Linked DNA regions of Gossypium hirsutum: region 2 is linked to region 1. The links are chromatin contacts, called in public Hi-C maps. All regions are on one chromosome and are shown on one strand. Each heading gives the region's core, a stretch centred on a gene start, on an enhancer-like site or on the middle of the called end of the contact. The rest is flanking DNA. Distances are from core to core; before and after follow the strand shown. Region 1 overlaps LOC107910472 (type IV inositol polyphosphate 5-phosphatase 3). Region 2 holds the start of LOC107910471 (protein GIGANTEA).

Region 1 (6,708 bases), core at 2,214-4,713:
AGCCAAAATCTAAAGTTTCGAGAGAGGTGTGCCAATTTGCTCATTGAATATGTTTGAGGTGCTCGGTCTTTGTTCTAAATTTTGTTACAAGATTCCTAGTCCGTTGGCTCATAAGATTTTCTAATTACTGAAAATTAGAAAACCTATGTGAATATGATAGTCCACGGTATAATTATATATCCGAAAAACAACCTAAATACAATCAATCCAATTCTAAAAACCACAACTTTGGCAAAATTACATAATACAATAATTATATAATTAAGAAACATCCATTAACATATAAATACCTAAAACATGCTTAATATTAAGAATGCCACTTTCTATCAATTTAATCGAACAAGAAAAATATGAAATAATTTGGTAACTATTTATACTAATAGATATAGCACAACTTGACTTTGATACCAATTATTGAAAATATGTTATGAAAAATAGTTTTGTTGCATATGGAATCCTAAAACTTTTCATAAAATCATACCTTAGTTATGATATTATTATTCACCAAATTTGATAGTTATGTTTTCAAGCTAAGGAGATATGTTGAATCTTGGATCTAGATCTAAATCCTTCTAGCTTTCAATCGAATGATCTTCTCCGCTATTTTTGAACCCTCAAATGCTTAGAGTGTGGGCTCTATTTAAATAACCGAACACAAGATGAAAATTGAGGCTTTTCAATAGGGAAAATGGACTTTCCCTAGAGGAAATCCAAAACTAAAAAAATTAAATCTCACAAATTTGAATTATAATTGCCAAGGAAAATACAATTCTAATCTCACAAATTTGAACTAAAAGTACTCACAAAAAATAGAATTTATTTGAGTTCAAAAAATAACCGAAATAAATTTTCACTAAAATTCATCAGAGTATCCTCATATATACGTGTTTATATTTCAACAACCCTTAGCCTCTATATATAGGGAAAAAATCACAAAAAGTTCCACTAGAATAAATAGAATGGGAAAATAATATTTCAATAAAAATTAAAGTTCTATTAGAACTCATTGGGAGGGACTAATCCATAAGTTAGGTAAACATGGTTAATTACTTACTCCGTATTAGGGTAAGTCACACCATGAACATTAAAAGTGAATAAATTCATAAATGGATCCAAGATAAATTATACTTGGTTCTATTCTAATGTATTGTCAATCTAGACAATCACGCATATGTGTCTATTTTCTGAAAGTCAACTGCTCTGATACCCAATATAATGTATCTCTCAAGTTAGACTAACCCTATGAGTCAATTGTTCATTTTTATTCCATAAACTATGAACAATTTAGATTACCTACTCATATAAGTTGTCTTCTCGCGTCATAATCCTACAATATGATGCAACTTAATATTTGTTAAACCCTTAGGTAATCAATTAGCTAATATGTGTTCATTCATTTTTCTTTTCATGCAAAAATCATTTGAGGAAAATCAATCAAAGATATAATAAATTAATTATGGAATTTTATTTATCCAATTAGTTTGAAAATTATAAGTAGAATGATATAATCCTTGCATTAAGGTCATAAAATCCTAATAAAAGAACCTACCCATAAATAAGTTTGCAAGCTCATTTAAAAATGAATGGAGCCCCTCTTGGATAGGAAAAATATCAATCGCCTGCATGGTCCCTTAAGGTCATCAAGAAGGCAAGACACTTCAATGCATTGAAGGCGCCTAGCATATTCATGTGGTTTTTGTAGTGTGCCAAATGCTCTTAGAGGTCATCTTTGGCAACATCAAAGTTGGAGACATGAACTCTCTTGCCACCTTTAGAGCCAAAGTCTTATTAGAATAGTCTCATTCAAATTCAACGAACTTGGTATTGCGAAAAGCTTCATTTTCTTTTCTGAGGGCTTGTATTTGATATTAAGAAAAGTGAGCTAGTTATTAAGGATCTTGCATTTGTAACTGATATGGTGGGTTCATCGTTGGATTTCTATCAGACCTTGGTTTCCTCCACTTCCACTTGTTAAGAAAAGATTGTCCCTTTTACCTTTGGTTGGATTTTACTTTTAGAGGTTTTTGTTTACCCTGAGCTCTTTAATGATCTTCTCGTTTCGCAAGTTTACTTCCTGCTGTTGTTGGTAAAAAATTTGCTATATAGATATATGTTTTTCAAGAATTATCATTTTCTCTTGCACTTTCATAAACTGGTATGAGCTAAAGTTAAGGTTTTGCAAAGTTTATTCACCATGAGGGGTATAAGGCTGGCTTTGTTAATTCAGTAATTAACATAATATCTAGGTGGGGGTATTGTGTATAGCTAACATAATGTGGATAATATAATATACAGGTTATACGGATCGTAATGACGACTTGGTTGTGTCTTCTATTGGGAGAATTATTGTAGTGCATTAGAGAACTGTTAATCTTAGGTTGTTTAGGGTTGCGGTTGAGCTTGGGGGCCTTGTTCTTGTTCATCTATATTTGCAAGGATTGTTCATGATGAAAATGTGAGTGAAAAAAGGATAGGGGACAAATTTGAAAAGATAGTTAACCTTAAGGGGGTGAAGAGCCATGAAGAGAAGAGAAGGTGGTTGAGATATTGTTGAATTGGAGAGAAAGCTATTAAAGAATAATGAGGAAGAAGAAGAAGAAAACTCCCCTACTATGGAGCCAAGAGATGCATATATAAAGTTGACTCTTCTATGCCACGTGTCCTTCTCTAATAGACATGTTTGTCGTTCAGTCATTCCTTGTTAGGGAATGTCTCATTTGTGTGGTTGGGTTATTAGGGTAGTTAAGTGGCATATCCTTGGTCCCAGACGAAGCATGCACGATGCAAGATAAACCACTGGCAAAGCATGGTAGCAATGATATCTTTAATTGAGTATGTGTAACATATCTAAACATGACATTTTTCTCATTGAAAATTTTAATAAAAAAATCCTTAAATCTAATTTTCGAAAAGCAAAATTATAGTAATTAATCAAATATATATGTGAACTGATATTATACTTGTAATTATAAATATATTCTATTTGTGATAGTGAAACTCTAAAAGAAATATAATCAGATATAAATACTATAATTTCGTTATACATGCTATCCAACCCCTTATCACCAATAGAGATCTTCACTTATTCGTCATTAGCCTATCATGTAATTTACATGTGAACAGTTATATTGAATTTTTAAGCTCTTTATATTTATATTGATAGCATAAGCCATGTGGAACAATACATCTATGAAATTTTCCTTCTTCCAATTATTTATTTTTAACTAATTTTATTTTAAATATAAAATATTTAATAAAATTCCAAAATCAATCAAAACCCTCACTCAAAATATATTGAACATCTCGACTTTAATCAGTCTAGATAAAATTAAAGCATCCTCAACTAAAACATTTGTAATTTGATGTGATCGTATTCAAAACAATAATGATTGAAGTAAATAGTCAAACCCATCTCGACAAGACCGTGGGCTACCACTGATCACATTTCCAATTGTTGCAAAGTATCTGAAGCACAAGATCGGTAGGGGGCGCTTTGCCCCTCCAAAAATATAATGTTTAATTATGAAAATTTCATTTCAACCCTTAAAAAGTTTTTAATTTTCCTCTTTTTCTACAGCTTCTTAATCACACAGCATCTCCTTCGATTACAACATGGTAAGGATTCCTTTTAATTATTCAAATAAGAAAGAAAAATCTATCCATGATTCTATATGACATAATATATTAAAATTACTTCTCTTTTCATATTTCTTATTCAACCGGCTTTTGTGCATATTTAATTAATTATGTGGCTGACGATACCAAGCAGATATTTGTAACGGGTGGAATGTATGCCTCAACCATAATAAACATGCCAAACTTGAATTCTGTTTTTTAGTATACGTACCAGACCAGAGTTAGCATTAGCCTAAAGTTTAGAGGATAAATATGACATTAACCTAAAGAAACAAAAAAGGTTTTCACCCTAAGATTTGGGTTATATTTGCTAAACCCTCCCCATCTTTTAATTTGTTTAAATTTATGCCATTACGTAGCTTTATATCAGGGTGGTTCTTATCATATCGATAATGGTTGTATCGGGGTATACTATTTTAGTCCTTAATTAGTACCAAATAATTTAAATTTCATTTTGATCAACATTTTCCATGGATTTTGACCTTTCATATATTTATACTTATTTCAATCAATACTAACTTAAACTGGTGCGTAACAAGATTAGTACAAAATTTTATATTTTAAACTTTTTTTTTATCTTAAATCATTTTAAAAACTACATTAAAACTTGAAATTATTAAGTTAATTATTAAACTACGTTATTTAACTTAATTAATAATTTTAAAACTTATATTTGTATATAAATATGTATAATATAAATTATATAAATGTAATTGAATTATTTTTGCACATATATACAATATAATTTATTAAGAAACTAAAAATTAAACTATAAATATACATATATGTGAAAACAAAAATATCAATAAACTTAAAATGATACATTAAAATAAGACACTGGTACATTAAAAACTACCTCGGTTTACATATAAACTTGAAGTGAAACCAGTAATTTAGGCCTGGTTAGGTGTAAGATTCAAGGATTGGTATTCATTTGGAATTTTCCTCAAGGCAGGCAAACAATTAAACCATGATGAGTAAATCCCAATCTCAAAGAACAAACAGTGAAGTAAAAATAATTCTACAGAAAACCCAGATAGATCAGCACGACATTTGATGATCTTTCAAATTTAATATAAATGAATCCGTTCATACTTCCATTTCACAACCAAAAGAAGTACAGGAAAAAGATAAAAATGGCTTATCTTTTATCTTTAAAAGCTTAGGAAAATGTTAGTCATGGCATGTTATACAGAAGATAGCTGAATAAAGAAACATCTAATGGCTAATGTAATGACCTGCCTAAGGTCACCATGTATCTGGTTGAGAGATGCATACAGGCCATAGGTTGCATACATTTATGAAAAACATATTTTCTTTAACGTCACTCGCAGATATTTGCCATATTAAAGCTATAGAAAGACTGTCAACAATACGAAGTTATAGATAATGGTAAAAGTACATTTATATTAAAGTGAATATGTAAGTGGCTCTTTCTTTTTACCATGCAAGAAGTCAAGATTCATGTGACCACTGGTCACTTTTCACACACCAAAAGCAGAGAGATAGAGAATATGGGTTTTTTTTTTTTTGACAAAAAGATAGCACCAAAACACATGCATTGACTATCTCTCTTTTTACAACACCGAGTTTTTATGAGCTAGAAAAAGCTGTTGGCAGAAGGGAAAATTTATAAAACTTTATTCGAATGCCTACATGCAAACTAAGCTCTGATTTTATTTGGCATTGTTCTTGAATCTATTTGTGGAACCCCTAGAATTGATGCATTTATACAATGATTGCAATATACAATATGGTAACACAGAAAAAAAAATGAATGAATCTAAAGTGTAGGAAATATCAAGAGTTATAGGAGCTCTCACCCCTAGCCTCAAAGGCTCAGGCATAGATTAGCATCCCTTCATATCTCTCGGCTAGCCTATCCTGCATCAGAAAGCAAGCCTTTTGTTTAGAGAAATAAACAAAGCATATGTTTACGCAAGTATTGGACCCACTGCTGAAAAGACCCTGGACCCAAGACTTCTCATAGGGATGTGATAAAAAATCAGGAAAAATGATTTGTTCTTAATAACCTTTCCCGCATGAGATCACCTAATTCCATGTTCCAATTTTCTATCTATTTCATCCAATCAGAATAGAATTCCATGTCATGACAAATGGTGATAGACGTTAGATAAAACACAGATCTGCTACTGGGGTATTTGATTTAGCAGCAATTTCATCTACTTCAAAAAAACAATCCACTTACCTTCATGTAATCCTCGATGCATGCCACAACACAAGATAGTTTGCAACCACCAAGTGTCTCACGTTAATTTCAGAAAAATCACCTTAAAACTTAATGGGGTTCAAATTCTCAATGGAAATATTAACCACCATTCAACCTATATATACTAATCCATGCTTCTACAAACAGATTCTCATTACTGCAACATAGACTACTTCTCTTAAAGGCGTTTAATCTTGTTTCCTTACCTTATTCCTAGGTTCTAGTCAACTTCAACCATTCCTCCTCTCACCCTACATCTAGTAACTATGTGCAGCCAGCATTACTTTGTTTCCCTAGTATGTACCATGACATTTACAACTTGTGGTAGAAAGGACATACTTGTATTCCTGGACGAGAAAACATAGCAAACCACTCACCTGATCCAACTAATGGACTCATCCCAACATCAGTAATCAAAATCCTCTGCTTCAACTTCCTCATTTTCAATTTCAGCATTGGTATAGATGAGTGCACGCTGTAGTTTCTTCGGACAAAATACCTCAACCTCAGCCATATATATGGCAGTAACAGGGCGGTGATCAGAAAGTTTTTGCTCAGTTCTCCTATAACTTAGTTGCCTCATTCCTTTACCACGTGAAAGGATGCGGTCACACCTGAAAGATGAGGTGCATTAAGAAAAAAGAACAAAAGAAATTCATCAGACAAAAAGAAACAACAAAGGATGGATCATGGATCTTATAATTGTCTTTAAGCATACCATGCAGGAATTCGTCTCCCAATCTTGGGATCTTCTCCGTAGTACTTCTTTGAATTTAACTCATATTTGTATGTTGGAGCAAAATTTAAAGCACCCTCAGACCATCCATCAAATGTACGACCTT
Region 2 (6,708 bases), core at 2,335-4,834, 56 kb before region 1:
TATACCAGTTGCATAGTCTTCAGCTGCCCGAAGGAGTTCCACAAGCTGTACAGCAGCATCAAGTGCATCCGGGGCCCATGATGGTGGTGCTTCTAGAAGTCCAAGAAGAAGTCTTTGGGTGGCACTTGGAGTTGCAATGGCATAGTACCTAATTAGGAGGGAGAAAAAAATACATCATGACGGACACTTATACTAGCAACTAAACATGTCAGGCATTCAACAGTAGATAAACTCCTTCAAAACTTTCAAACAAGATCTACTTTCCTGATATAAATTCGGGAGTGCTTCACTCAATGCCCTGTATGCATGGCAAAGCACAGTACTTACAAGATATGACCATGTACACCTACTATAGAACAAATATACTTAAGCAATGTTGTTCGAGAGCTCTTAAAGGTTCAGGGCTCTACCGATGAAATAATCGAGCATATGGTTCAAGAGCTGGCAGCCCAGCAACTAGATGCTCATCCAAAGCTGTTGTCGGTGGAGGAAGTAGAAGTGCAGGAACTGCTGCAGCTGTTAAAGTAGCAGTCTCGTAGCGTGCAACCTCCTCATCGCATACACTTAAAATGACACCAGCACCATTAGCAACTGCCCATCTTGGGGTTGATGGCATGAGCTGAGGATGCTTTCCAGATCCACGAATAGAAGCTATTAGACAACAGTAGTCAAGTAATGAGTCCTCAGGCCTAAAATATATTTTTATACATTCCAGGAAGCAAAATCATGTAATACATTCCAGCCAAAATATGTAACTGACCAGTCATAGGCGGCCTGAGGTCTCCAGCTGCATATTTACCCATAACACCACTGCACCTGTTAATACATATAAAGGGCTACCGGCTTCAGTAATAAGCACATAAAAGCAGGATCCATTCATAGGATGTATCACACAAGAGCTTTTAAATTCAATGATAGTTATATGATAAATTGAACTACTATCTAGGTACTTCTAAGAGAGGCCTTATAACTCAGAAGCACTCCCACTATTCAAGCCTCAGCAAAAAGTTTAATGCAAAAACAGAGTTACGCTAATGCTCACATTGTAACTGATCATGGCGTTTACACATCGTATTAAATGCTATAAAATTGTCAACCAGTAATATCTGAAAAACTAAAAAAGCTACTCAAGGTAGCCGGTTGGAAATGGCATCCTAAGCATGTATGCATCCATATGCATGTATCTACCGGCAAAATGACAGTTAATCAACAAATGTGGTCTTCCAACATGTTTATTTCTTGAAGTTAGAAGCATTCTATAAGGTTTACTAGAGCACAAGTACTGGAATATTCAACCGTTAAAACCGCTTCTATCTTTATAGAGGCCAATTGATGTTTCAAACAAATCAAGAAAGGAAAAATACTTTGCAATAATAGAAACCGCTCACCAACGAAAGTAATCACTTCTGATGCCCAAAGGCGCTGCAAGCAATATATCAGTAATCCAGGGAGATAAAGGCCTCAAAGGCTTCCTCTCCTGTCGCATTGAAGGCATGTGAAAGGATGATTCCCCATCAGCAGATTCACTTGTTGTAGCTTGGCTGCTGCTATTGCTTCTATCTGCTTCACTATTTGGCAGTTCCGTTTTACATATTGGACGGTTGTAATGAGTCAGAATCCGCAAGATCTCTCCACATGCCAGTGCCCACTGTTCAGAATACTCATTCTGTAAAAAAAACATAAATGCCACAGATATGTTCTCAGTCAGCCACAATGATACTTTTTAAAAAGTTAACAAAGTAGATAAAAGTGAGCATTGAGAATATTAATATAAAATAGTGTGAAGCAAAGATGATCTTCTCTATTGAACTAAAAAGAAAAAAAAAATACCTCACTACTTGGGCAGACTAAGGAGATGAATGAAGAAAATGGAGGGGCATTCTTATCATACATAAGTGTACCATCAATTATGCATGCAATAATTGGAAGAACAACCGCATGCCCATGTTCAGGATGGTGAAGGACAAACGTTGCTGCAAACAGATTAAGTTTAAGGAACCAGTCATTTCCCAGTTATAACTTAAGTAAAAATTCATTGGATTTAAAGGTGTTATCGTAAGGAACAGTGTTACAATAGAAAAGATGAAAGAGCCAATACCCAGAACATCATCAAAAAGGCGCTGTTCATCAGATGGATAGCGGTTGCGGACAAGCTGTTACAAAACAAGCAAATTTGTTACATAAAAAACTCCCAAAACAATAAAAGAATTTCCTCCCTTGACATATAAGCAAAGTAGTTAGTGTCTTTTCCTTCCATTACCAATGGGATGTGAAATAATCAAACGAAAACAAGCATACCTCAGCAATGTCCTCAGGGAATTGTTCTGATGTGAATTGACCGAAATACTCGACATATGCAGTAATTTGAACCTAAAAAAAAGGTAACACAATGGATTATAAGAAATGATGATTTTTACTAAAGCTAATATGAAGTCATATATTCATTTATGTCACCTATTTCACCAACTTAAGTTTTCAAGTAAGCCAAGCATGAAAATATAGAATGTTTAAAAAGCTTCAAAGATTCATTCAAAGAAAACCAATAACAAGACAATAGAAAATCCAAGAGAAAGAAACTAGGGTACCTTTCGATGTTGAGGGTCCTGCGGCGGAGGCCTGAACAGCGATGAGAACTGAAGGCCATCAATCCATCGCTCGGACGGATTAGCCATGTATCCTAAACAAGATGTAACCTCTGGAATATACCCTTCGAAGCAACCAGCGGACCAATCAACAGCAAGACACACACACCCCCCCCAAAACCTGAGCTTCCACTCTGCAACCTCTACCAATCAAGAATCAATATTTCATAATTCAACATCCCAAGCCGATTCAGCCCACGGATTCCCACAAATATGTAAGTGATATCAATTGAAGAACACAAAAAGTATTGAATCAACAAGAGAAACTATATTTCATCTCTCTCTCTTTCTCTCTTAAAAGGATTGGAAATTTACAACAGTATGATTAGTCGTCTCTGCCTCTAACTGTCGATTACTGTTTAACTAATAATCAGAATCTGTTCTTCTCTGCAAAAACAAATTGAAAGTAAAAATCAGAAACTATTACTAAAAACAAAAAATACAGAGAAAAAGTATCTATATAAAAAGATTCAAAAACAGCAAATCACTTGAAAATGGATTAGTAAGCAAGCTAAGAACACTGCATACACGATACAGCTACCGAAATCTTTAGATAAAAACACCATAAATCATCAAACTAACAAAAAAACCAAGACTAAATCTCAAAACCCATTTTTTATACGAACATGTATATTTAAAAAAATACATAAACAGAAATGAAAAACTCAAAATTTAGAGAAAAATAAAGGAGGATTTGGAAGCTAACAAACAAACCTGGGCTTTGTTTATCAGATGCTAAAATTTTGCTGATTTAATCTAAGATTTAACTCACTAAAAAACAATATTAGTGCATATAAAATAATGAAAAAAGAAAAAGAATATTGGTTTGAGATTTGAGTGGTTTTGCTGGGGAAATTTTGTAAGAGGTGGTAGAGAAAATTTTTGATATGGGTGAGAAGGAAGAGATCTTTAGATGGCTGTTGGCTTCAGATTGGTGATGATGTGGCATTGATATTTTCCTCTAGCCTCACAACCTTTCTATGTCATATCACATTAATCCACCATGCATTACATCACATTAACATGCATACATGCATAACATCCATTTATAGCATGAGCAACTTCAGCTAGAGTAATAAGTAAAAAAATTGCTTAATGACGAAAAAGTCCGCAAACTTTTTCAAAAGAAGCAATTAAGCTATTTTTTTTTCATTTAATTTGGTATTTGAACTTTTAATATGTATAAAAAAGGTCCTCAAATTTTTTTAAAAAAAGCAATTAAGCCCATGTTTCTTTTTGCACTCAATTGAGTACTTGAACTTTCAAAATGCATGAAAAAGGCCCTCAAACTTTTTCAAAAAAAGTAATTAAGCTCTTACTTTTTTACACTCAATTGGTTACTTGAATTACTAAAATACATCAAAAGGACCCTTTAATGTTAACTTTAACGGTTAACTCTTAAAGTTAACCACCCCTAACTTTTTTCAATTAAAGCCACCACATGTCACAACCACGGTGTGACATGTGGTAAAACATATAAAAAATAAAAATTAATTATTAAATTATTAAGTTTTAATAAAAAATATAGAAATTATTAAAAATTAGAAAGAATTTTAAAAATTTTAGAAAATTATAAAAAAATTGTAAAATTTTATAAAAATATAAAAAAATTATAAAATTTTATAAAGTCATAAGAAAATTATAAAAAATGTAAAGAAATATAAAATTTATAAAAAAATTATAAAAATTATAGTACCAAAAGAAGTATTTTATAATTTTTCTATAACTTTTATTAATTTTAATTTTTTATCTTTTTTCTCCACATGTCATACTGTGTTGCGACACGTGATGGCTTTAACTAAAAAAAAAATGGGGGTCGTTAATTTTAACGGTCAACAGTTAAAGTTAATGATTAGAGGGTCATTTTTATACATTTTATATTTTTTCCTAATTTTAAATATTTTTTTATATTTTTATTAAAATTTAATAATTTTTATAACTTTTATTGATTTTTATTTTTTATAATTTTTTTGCCACATGTCACACTATGGTTGTGATACGGGTGGCTTTAACTGAAAAATTAGGGGCAGTTAACTTTAGCGGTTAATTGTTAAAATTAAAGGTTAAAGAGCATTTTTTATATATTTTGACTGTTCAAATACACAATCAAGTGCTAAAAAAAAAGGCGTAATTGCTTCTTCTTTTTTTGAAAAAATTTGAGATGCATTTTGAGAGTTCAAGTACCCAATTGAATAAAAAAAGACTTAATTACTTTTTAAAAAAAATTTGAAGAGTTTTTATACCTTAAACCTAAAAAAAAAAATTAATTATGCTGCACATCTTTATATTTTTTTAAAATTTAAAATTTTATTATTATATTTTAATTTTGAGATAATGAGTTTATGTAATTTTTCATTTGAAAATTTTAGTCTCTTCATCTAATTGTCCTTTAAAAGTTGGTGATGTTGCAAATATAAAAAAAGGTAAAATAATTTTTTAGTCATTAACATTTATAGTTTTTGTTAATTTATTCTTAGTTTTTAAAAATACATGAAAAATTATAAATAATTTATAATTTATAATTTTTCTGTATTTTTAATAAAATATTTAAAATTTATAATTATTTATAAAAAAGAGAAGAGAAAAAAATTATAAAAAAAAAGTTCAAAATCTAAATCTAAAATCAATGGCAAAGAGACTTTTCTTGCTTCGAAAGAAAAAAAAACCATAAAAAATTCAAATGTAAATCTAAACTATATATATATTAATCCCAAACATAATTTTCAATAAGAAATTTAATTTCAGATTATGCTTAGAAAAATGCAAAATTATTAAAAAAAATTAAATATTTGGACCAAATGGAAGTTTTCAGAATTAAAAGGTCTCCTTCAACACTTATCAAAAAAATATAAAGTTAACTATAAAAATAGTCACTTTTATTTGTCTCAGATTACGTTTTTAAAAAATAAGTACATTGACTCAATGAAATATTTTTGGAATCGGACCAATGGTCGAACCAATCAAACCATCAATTCTCAATCTGATTAATTCGACTAGTCCAGACAGTTCAAAGGAAATAAATAGTTAAAAAATTTAAAATTTTATAAAAACCAATTCAACCGATTTTTTAGCCCAACTAGTTCTAGTTCACAAGCAAGGACGGATTCGGAATTTTACTCCTAGGGGACAAAACTTCTAAATCCGAACGAACTTTTTTAACGTAAAAAAGTATCAATTCTTCTCGGATATTTTTTTGACACTTTTTTTTTCTTATCAAATAAATCAATTTAATATTTTTTAAAAAATATGTACAATTTAACTATAAAAAAAATTAAAAGAAAAAACCATTAAATATTTCTTTCCAATATACAAAAAAAAAACTAATACAATACTAAAAATTTCATTAATACCATTATAATTCCAAAAATTAAATTAACAAAACTTGGCCTTAGTCTTATTTTTCAATACTAAGCATTCTAAATTTCACCATCTGTTTTTTCATAAGATTAAACTCATCAATGATAGAATCTGTAGAAAATTTTCGAGCTATCTCTTTTTCGATGTATGCCACAAAGCAAATTGAAAGAAAATCATCCTCCATTCTGTTGCGAAGCCTTGTCTTCACAATTTTCTTGGCTGAAAATGTTCGTTCGGTTGTTGCAGTAGACACGGGAAGAGTTAGCACAAGGCAAATAATTCTATCAAGAAAAATATAAATACTTGACTTATTTATCTTAGCTAGCACTTGACACAACTTGGCAAGTGTAGAAGTTTTCTACAATTCCATGCATTGATGAACATCAAGTTTAAAAAGCTCCAATTGAATCTTCATGTGTAGATTTTCTTGATCCGTAAAATCGTCAAGATAAAAATCATTCATAAGCTTGCAGATATCTTCCACCCCGGAAAGCTTTATAATTATCACATGGATCCAAAGGGGAGCTAAGAACAAGTAACTCAACTACCTCATCATTAAAGCAAGAATTCATTTCTATTTGCAATAAATCGATACTGGCAATGAATATATCAAACCGATAATGATGCTCAATTGTGAGGTTATATCTCTAGATGCAAGACCAACCTCGACCAATTTTGTACGAAACACTTAAATTGGGAACTTCTATCT

The links. A called contact is a pair of places that touch in the nucleus more often than the background predicts.
Region 2: a Hi-C map of leaf shows a contact between it and region 1, with 4 times the contacts expected there. The contact joins the promoter of LOC107910471 here to the enhancer-like site in region 1. A contact is called at or near these places in 21 of 34 Hi-C or Micro-C datasets (anther, callus, cotyledon and 5 more).

Annotation. Positions count from the first base shown.
Region 1 is chrD02:9,854,671-9,861,378 of Gossypium_hirsutum_v2.1, reverse strand. It overlaps LOC107910472 (type IV inositol polyphosphate 5-phosphatase 3), which reads right to left. Exons shown (of 13, transcript XM_041088408.1): 11 at 6,585-6,708; 12 at 6,244-6,480; 13 at 4,439-5,515. The coding sequence ends at 6,273. Among protein-coding and RNA genes, the nearest start is that of LOC107910472, 11 kb to the right of the region's middle. Within about 2 kb of position 3,463, at least 3 of the 9 cell types and tissues checked have an H3K27ac peak or open chromatin away from gene starts, as enhancers often do. A contact at or near this core is called in hypocotyl and leaf, where this site is marked.
Region 2 is chrD02:9,910,953-9,917,660 of Gossypium_hirsutum_v2.1, reverse strand. LOC107910471 (protein GIGANTEA) reads right to left here and starts at 3,584. Exons shown (of 16, transcript XM_041088410.1): 1 at 3,357-3,584; 2 at 2,958-3,029; 3 at 2,586-2,785; 4 at 2,299-2,370; 5 at 2,099-2,153; 6 at 1,831-1,973; 7 at 1,389-1,666; 8 at 761-816; 9 at 411-651; 10 at 1-148. The coding sequence starts at 2,672.